Linked DNA regions of Rattus norvegicus: region 1 is linked to region 2. Evidence: chromatin contacts called from public Hi-C data. All regions are on one chromosome and are shown on one strand. Each heading gives the region's core, a stretch centred on a gene start, on an enhancer-like site or on the middle of the called end of the contact. The rest is flanking DNA. Distances are from core to core; before and after follow the strand shown.

Evidence for each region. A called contact is a pair of places that touch in the nucleus more often than the background predicts.
Region 1: a Hi-C map of the Rat2 cell line shows a contact between it and region 2, with 6 times the contacts expected there. The contact joins two enhancer-like sites. A contact is called at or near these places in 7 of 12 Hi-C or Micro-C datasets (the A7r5 cell line, the Rat2 cell line, frontal cortex and 3 more).

What each region holds. Positions count from the first base shown.
Region 1 is chr1:108,274,523-108,277,372 of GRCr8, forward strand. The region is part of intron 6 of Nav2 (neuron navigator 2); the gene reads left to right. Among named protein-coding and RNA genes, the nearest start is that of Nav2, 180 kb to the left of the region's middle. Within about 2 kb of position 1,314, at least 17 of the 93 cell types and tissues checked have an H3K27ac peak or open chromatin away from gene starts, as enhancers often do.
Region 2 is chr1:108,118,094-108,121,209 of GRCr8, forward strand. The region is part of intron 1 of Nav2 (neuron navigator 2); the gene reads left to right. The region is part of intron 2 of LOC134483134 (a long non-coding RNA gene); the gene reads right to left. Among named protein-coding and RNA genes, the nearest start is that of Nav2, 25 kb to the left of the region's middle. Within about 2 kb of position 1,513, at least 8 of the 93 cell types and tissues checked have an H3K27ac peak or open chromatin away from gene starts, as enhancers often do.

The sequences.
Region 1 (2,850 bases), core at 64-2,563, 160 kb after region 2:
GACAAAATCCGATTTGGTCAGTCTGCGTTGGGGAAGTGAGATGCGTGCCTGCTGTGCGTCTGAGCTGCAGGTGGTCTACCCGGGTGCTTCTGCTCCTGTTCGACAGGCAGAAAGCATCACCTGTGTGTGAGGTCAGTTTCATTTTAAGCTTCATTAGACGGGGAATGCACTTAGGCACCCGTGTGCTCTCTCCGTCAGGTTTACCAACCGCAGTTTGATCGGCAAGGCTAGGTTCATTCCATTTAAATATTTCTTCAAAAACATTTTTTTTCTCCTAAGCTATGCATTTGAGAGTATTCATCTACATTTAATAAATTTATGTTGAAGTAAATGAAACGAACTCTTCCATGGACATGTAAGGCCTGTCTGTCTTCACAATGCAAGATGTGAGCAAAGACAGAAGCAACTGAGCTGTGACCCTCGGGTTCAGCCACAGCTGCTACTTCATGGTGGGCTTCTCATGAAGGCACTTGACCCTTCTCTGCAGAAGCTGGCTCTCTAGGGCTGAACTCAATCTACCTGATAAGATGTCCTTTAGAGGGGGACAACCCCATAGGAAGAACAGTATCAACCAACCAGACTCCCTAGAGCTCCCAGGGACTAAACCACCAACCAAAGAGTACACATGGCGTGACCCATAGCTTCAGTCGCATATGTAGCAGACGATGGCCTTGTCGGGCATCAGTGGAAGGAGAGGCTCTTGGTCCTCGAAGGCTTCATGCCCCAGTGTAGGGGAATGCCAGGGTGGGGAGGTGGGAGGCGGGAGGGAGTGGGTGGGTGGGGGAGCACCCTCAAGGAGGCAGAGGGTGGGAGGATAGGATAGGGGGTTTCTGGAGGGGAAACTGAGAAGAGAAGAGAGAGGACATTTGAAATGTAGATAAAGAAAATATCTAATAAAAATGGGGGGAAGATGTTCTTTAGAATACCACTGTGCAGCTGGTGTGAGAGGGATCCAGCCTCTAGATGCTGTACATGAGGGGGTCACAGCAAGAGTATTGCCTTAAGGTAGTGGTTACAGTAGCCTCAATTGTTGGTAAGCCTGCCTGTGAATGTCATGTCCATGTGAGTGGCCATGATGAAGCATAGTCTGCACCAAGGCCCCGAGGAGCTACTGGTGGAGTTTCAGCAGTGCCTACGCCTAATTTTGTAGCTTAGAGGCTTTCTGAGCTTGGTGGGTGATAACACGGGCTCGAGCATCAGAGCGGTGGCCTGCTTAATTCTTGTAAAGTGTCCTGAGCCTGTTGCCTCGGCTGCGATGGGAGAATCAATAGCATTTTCCTGAAATGACAACTGGGTTGCAAGGCCCTTGGCCTATAGTGACTCAGCTTGGGAAAAGCAAGGCTTTGAGAGGAAAAAAAAATGGTTGTCATCCTGAATAGCCCAAGACAGTGAGCCTCTGCTGCCCTCTGCTGTCTGAGTCTTGTAATGCAACTCATCTCTGCCTAGCATTTTTTTTTCTTCTTCTTAATTTAACTTTTAAAAAAATTCATTTTTTTTGCCTTATATGTATGGGTATTTTTGCCTACGTGTTTATCTGTGTACAGATTATATCCCATGATGCTTGCACAGGCCAGATCATGGTATCAGATCCCGTGGAACTAAGTTACAGATGGTTTCAAGATGCCTTGTGAGCGCTGAGAATCTGGTTCCTCTGGAAGAGCAGCCAATGCCCTTAACCACTGAACTAAGACACCCTGCTAGATATGTAAAGATTCATCTAGGCAAAGATGTTCCCACCCAGGCATGGCTTCTCTGCTTTCTTTCCTCCCCTCGGGAGAGTGAATGTAGACCCAAGAATGTCTACGGATGTTCAGTAAGGTTCGAGTGGCCTGGAGGAAAAGCTGTAGCAGCAAGGAACTGACTGAGGGCTTGAGCCAAGCCCCTCCTCCTCGAGGTTGTCACTCACTCCCCTGAGGTGGGCAGCCAGCTGTAAGATTCAAGGAAAAGAAGCATTAATCCTAAGGAAAGAGATCTCTGCTGACACTAATGGATTTTTACTCTAAGAAAGTTTTGCTAGATTTTATTTATTTTTAGTGGGTGACTAATTTCAAATGAGGCAAAGCAGTGTATGGTTAAACAACCCCACTCTTGATCACACAGGCACTCACCCGACCCTTCACGTGCCGGGATGTGTGTCTAAGGTCATGCGTGCAAAGTCACTTCCGTATTAAGCATCACACTAGTCTCTGATATTCAAGAATGAAGAGAGAGGTGCCAGGCCCTGCCCTGTGGGAATCACAGTCTGGTGGGAGAGACGAATTAAGAAATCAACTAACAGAGTGGCACTTACTCCTCTGCAGAAACTTAGATGCCACACATAGATGTGTGCTTCTGGGCTGGGGACGGCGGGGCTCGAAGGTGAGACCCACAAAGTTTGCAGGGGTCCCCTTTATTGTGTTTACCCATTTGTCTCACACAGTGGTTGGGAGCTAAGGATGTTTTAGAACATGGGCATTAAATAAACAAACAGCTTCCCTGCTGGAATGAAAGTCCATGCCCTAGGCTAGAATTTTCTTCTCTCCACTCATAGGAAATAAAGGTAAAAAGTTGAAGGGTGGCTGCAGATGCAGCTTAGCAATGGAATGCTTCATACACACACACACACACACACACACACACACACACATTAATAAAACAGGAAAACAATTCTTGGCTCCACATTCATTTCTGTCTTCTCCCAGTGGGCGTTCTCTGGCCCCCAGAGGTGTTCGGGCAGGTCAGATCAGCCCTGTTTCAGCAGACAGCCTTGATGATGTTTGTAAACCTCTGGGTTGATTATCTCAGATAAAGGATGGAGTCTGTGTGATTTAGGCAGGTTCTGGAAGTGCTTCTGTCATTTGGATAATGTCA
Region 2 (3,116 bases), core at 263-2,762:
GGCTCTTCCTGAGCACGTCCCCTCTGTTGTATGAAGGTGGGAAAGAGATTCTGGTGTCTTCCTGCCAACTGGCCTCTTTCTTTTTTTTTTTTTTTCCGGAGCTGGGGACCGAACCCAGGGCCGTGCGCTTCCTAGGTAAGCGCTCTACCACTGAGCTAAATCCCCAGCCCCCCAACTGGCCTCTTTCAAACATCGGCCTCCATGCTGCTTGTCACCAGCCAGTACTTTACTAGGAGGATATATTCATGGCTTACCCAAGGTGCTGAGAAAGTCAGGTGTTAGCATCTTCCTTATAGGGAGAATGCTATGGCAAGAAGAGAGAGGGAAGGTCTGACCATTTGAAAACCCAAGCCGTGAACCACAGTGTGAAGGGGTAAGAGCTAGTGATGGAAGTTAGAGGCCTTGGAGTAAGAAGAACTAGGTTTGAGAACCATCTTGCTCCTTAGGTGACCCTCGTGCAGAGAGTCATTTCCTTATCTGAACCTGCAGAGGGTTCAGTAAAACCATGCAGGGAAAGCTCTTAGCAAGAAGCCTGATTGGCATATTGGCACCGTGAATGAGGCCTATTAGCTAATACTCATCTGATTTCTGAAGCCAATGGATCCAAAGTATCTGATCAGAAGAGAGAAAATAAGTCGGCACTGACAGCTCAAGCCATGGTGGATGGGGGAGCCAGCAGCAATCTGACATTCAAGGAAGAGGTACCCATTGAGGACACTGCCCCAGCAACCAAAGAACAATTTAGATGATTATGTGAGCAACTGTGTTTGGTGAACTCGTGGTTTCGAGTGGGTAGGAATGTCTAATACAGAACTTCATAGGCCAGAAGGCTTAAATAAAAACTTGGGTGCTTTGAACGCAAAACTCTGTGTATCTAGAAGCTTGTCTTTTGGAGGAGACCTCTTCCTGGGAGGAACCACTACCACAGACTCAGAGAGATCAGAGCCATCTGAGGAGTTGCTCCTAGTCTCCGTCTCTCTCTGTGAAGTAGGCTTTCTGCACCCTGTGGCACTGCCTGGCCTCCGCATTCGTCTGAGGATCTACCCAGAGCGGATCAGATTTGTCTGGGCTGGGTTCTCAGGTTTTTTTAGATGTGGATCTTAAATGTGGGGAACAGATGTGGGAGATGAAAGATAACTCCATCTGCTCCATTTCTCGGGAAATATGGAGACCAGAAGCGGATGACAGCTTTTCCTAACTGGGAACTTGGGAGAGAGCTGCAAATGGAGGACAGTGGCATCCACAGATAACATAGAGAGAGTCCCCAAACCTGGGTCCTAATCCCAGACTCAGAGGGTGGAGTCCACAGAGAGACTGGTTTGCTGGGCAGCCTCCAGGGGACCTGTGAGGAGAGAGCTCAGCCCCTAGACTGGAAGTCCCAGGGATACACCAGCCCATGGTGGCTCTTCTGAAGGGTTTTTAAGGCAGCAGAGATGACAGGAAAACACTTCTACTGCTCGGATGATCGAGATCTCTGCTAGGCTCCCCCAGTCTTGTTGACTGTCTGCCAAAGCCCAGGGCCATCCTGGGACCTTGGTAGCTTAGGTTCTGTCCCCTGGGGCCCTCCTAGGAGGTAGCTGTTGGAATAAGGGTGGTGGCTAAGAACTCTCTTCATTTACTCACACCTAAATGGTGAGAGAACATTGCAAGAGAGAGTTAGGTGCTCAAGGTCATTTAGCTAGAAAATAACACTTAGGGGACTCATGTACCACCACCCTACCACCACCACTATTACGGCTTTGGAAGCCATGATGATTCCCCTTGCGCTGCCCTGTTCTGAGAGTCAATGACAGGCTTTAGGGTACTGACTGAAGCAAAAGGCTAAATAAAACTTGAACTGGCTCCTGGAATGAATCCTTTCCTGATGACCTTTGACACCCTTACTTCCTAGTTCAGTCCTCCCCTACTTATTCCTCACCCATGCCCTTTGCCCTTTGTACACTGGCCCAGTTGAAAGTCTTCTGAAGACTGGAGTTTGGAACTTCAAATACAGAAGTTGGGTCTTTTTCCATCAGTAACCTTGGCAACCTCCTCTCAGCCCCAGTAGCCTTATCTATAGGATAGGATGTTATAGCATATAAGCTTATTGCAAGAACCAAAGGAGGCACTGAACACGGACCTAGCTACTGCACAGTAATGGGCCACTTTGGGGACAGAGGTCATCTCACCATGGTTATTTCTCAGCTTTGGGACAACCAGGATATGGCTGAGGCTGCCCACAAGGATTTCTAGTAGCCCCATGGTCTCATGTGACCTGGCAATCACATGAGTGCCAGGCAATCTCATGGCTCCTGACTCTGCCTGGTGCATTCCAGAGATGTACCAATACAGATCGTCCCTTCTTCATAGCCTGGCAGGCCATTAGCCCTGCCCATCTCTAGGTAACAGGGACAGATATTTTTGTTACTGCTGCCCCAGACATAAAAGCATTCTAGAAGCCGACCCTGCCTGTATCCTGAACAATCCACACCTGGACTAGAAGCTGCAGTTTGAATGGGACCTGGGGGACCTCCTCGAACTCAGGAGATTGACATAGGACAATTGGAAACTGGAGGCTATCATGGGCTACACAGCAAATTCCAGGACAGCCTGAGCTATAGCAAGGCCCTGTCTCTAAAAAGAGAGAAGAGATGGAGCAGCAAGCATCTCTGAAATGCAGAGCCGGATAAGGCAGGCAGGCAGGCTTGCCCTCCAGTTACCTTTGGCAGCTCTCCTGGAATGCTGTGGCCGCTATCGCCACCTGGTGGGCTCTTCCAGAAGCACATGCGTGGAGCCTTCTGGCATTAAAGCCATTAAAGGTTGGATTTCAGAATGCTGGGAATTGAAAATCCAATTAGACTGTCTCACAGTTAAAGAGCAAAACTGAGATCAGAGGACTGGAGGAGTATCTCAGAGGTAGGGTGCTTGCTTAACATGTGTGAGGCCTTCGAGTGCATCCTCAGTACTAGATCCTGAAAAGGAAGGGGTCAGGGGACAAGGCCAGAGGGGAAACCAAGGTTTAGCAGGAAAAGTGCCTTGAGCAGAGTCATGTGATCTTGCTTCAACATCCCCACCCAATTTTCAATATTAGATAAGTAACTGGGCCTCTGTATAGAGCAGCTCTCCCTGTGAGGCAC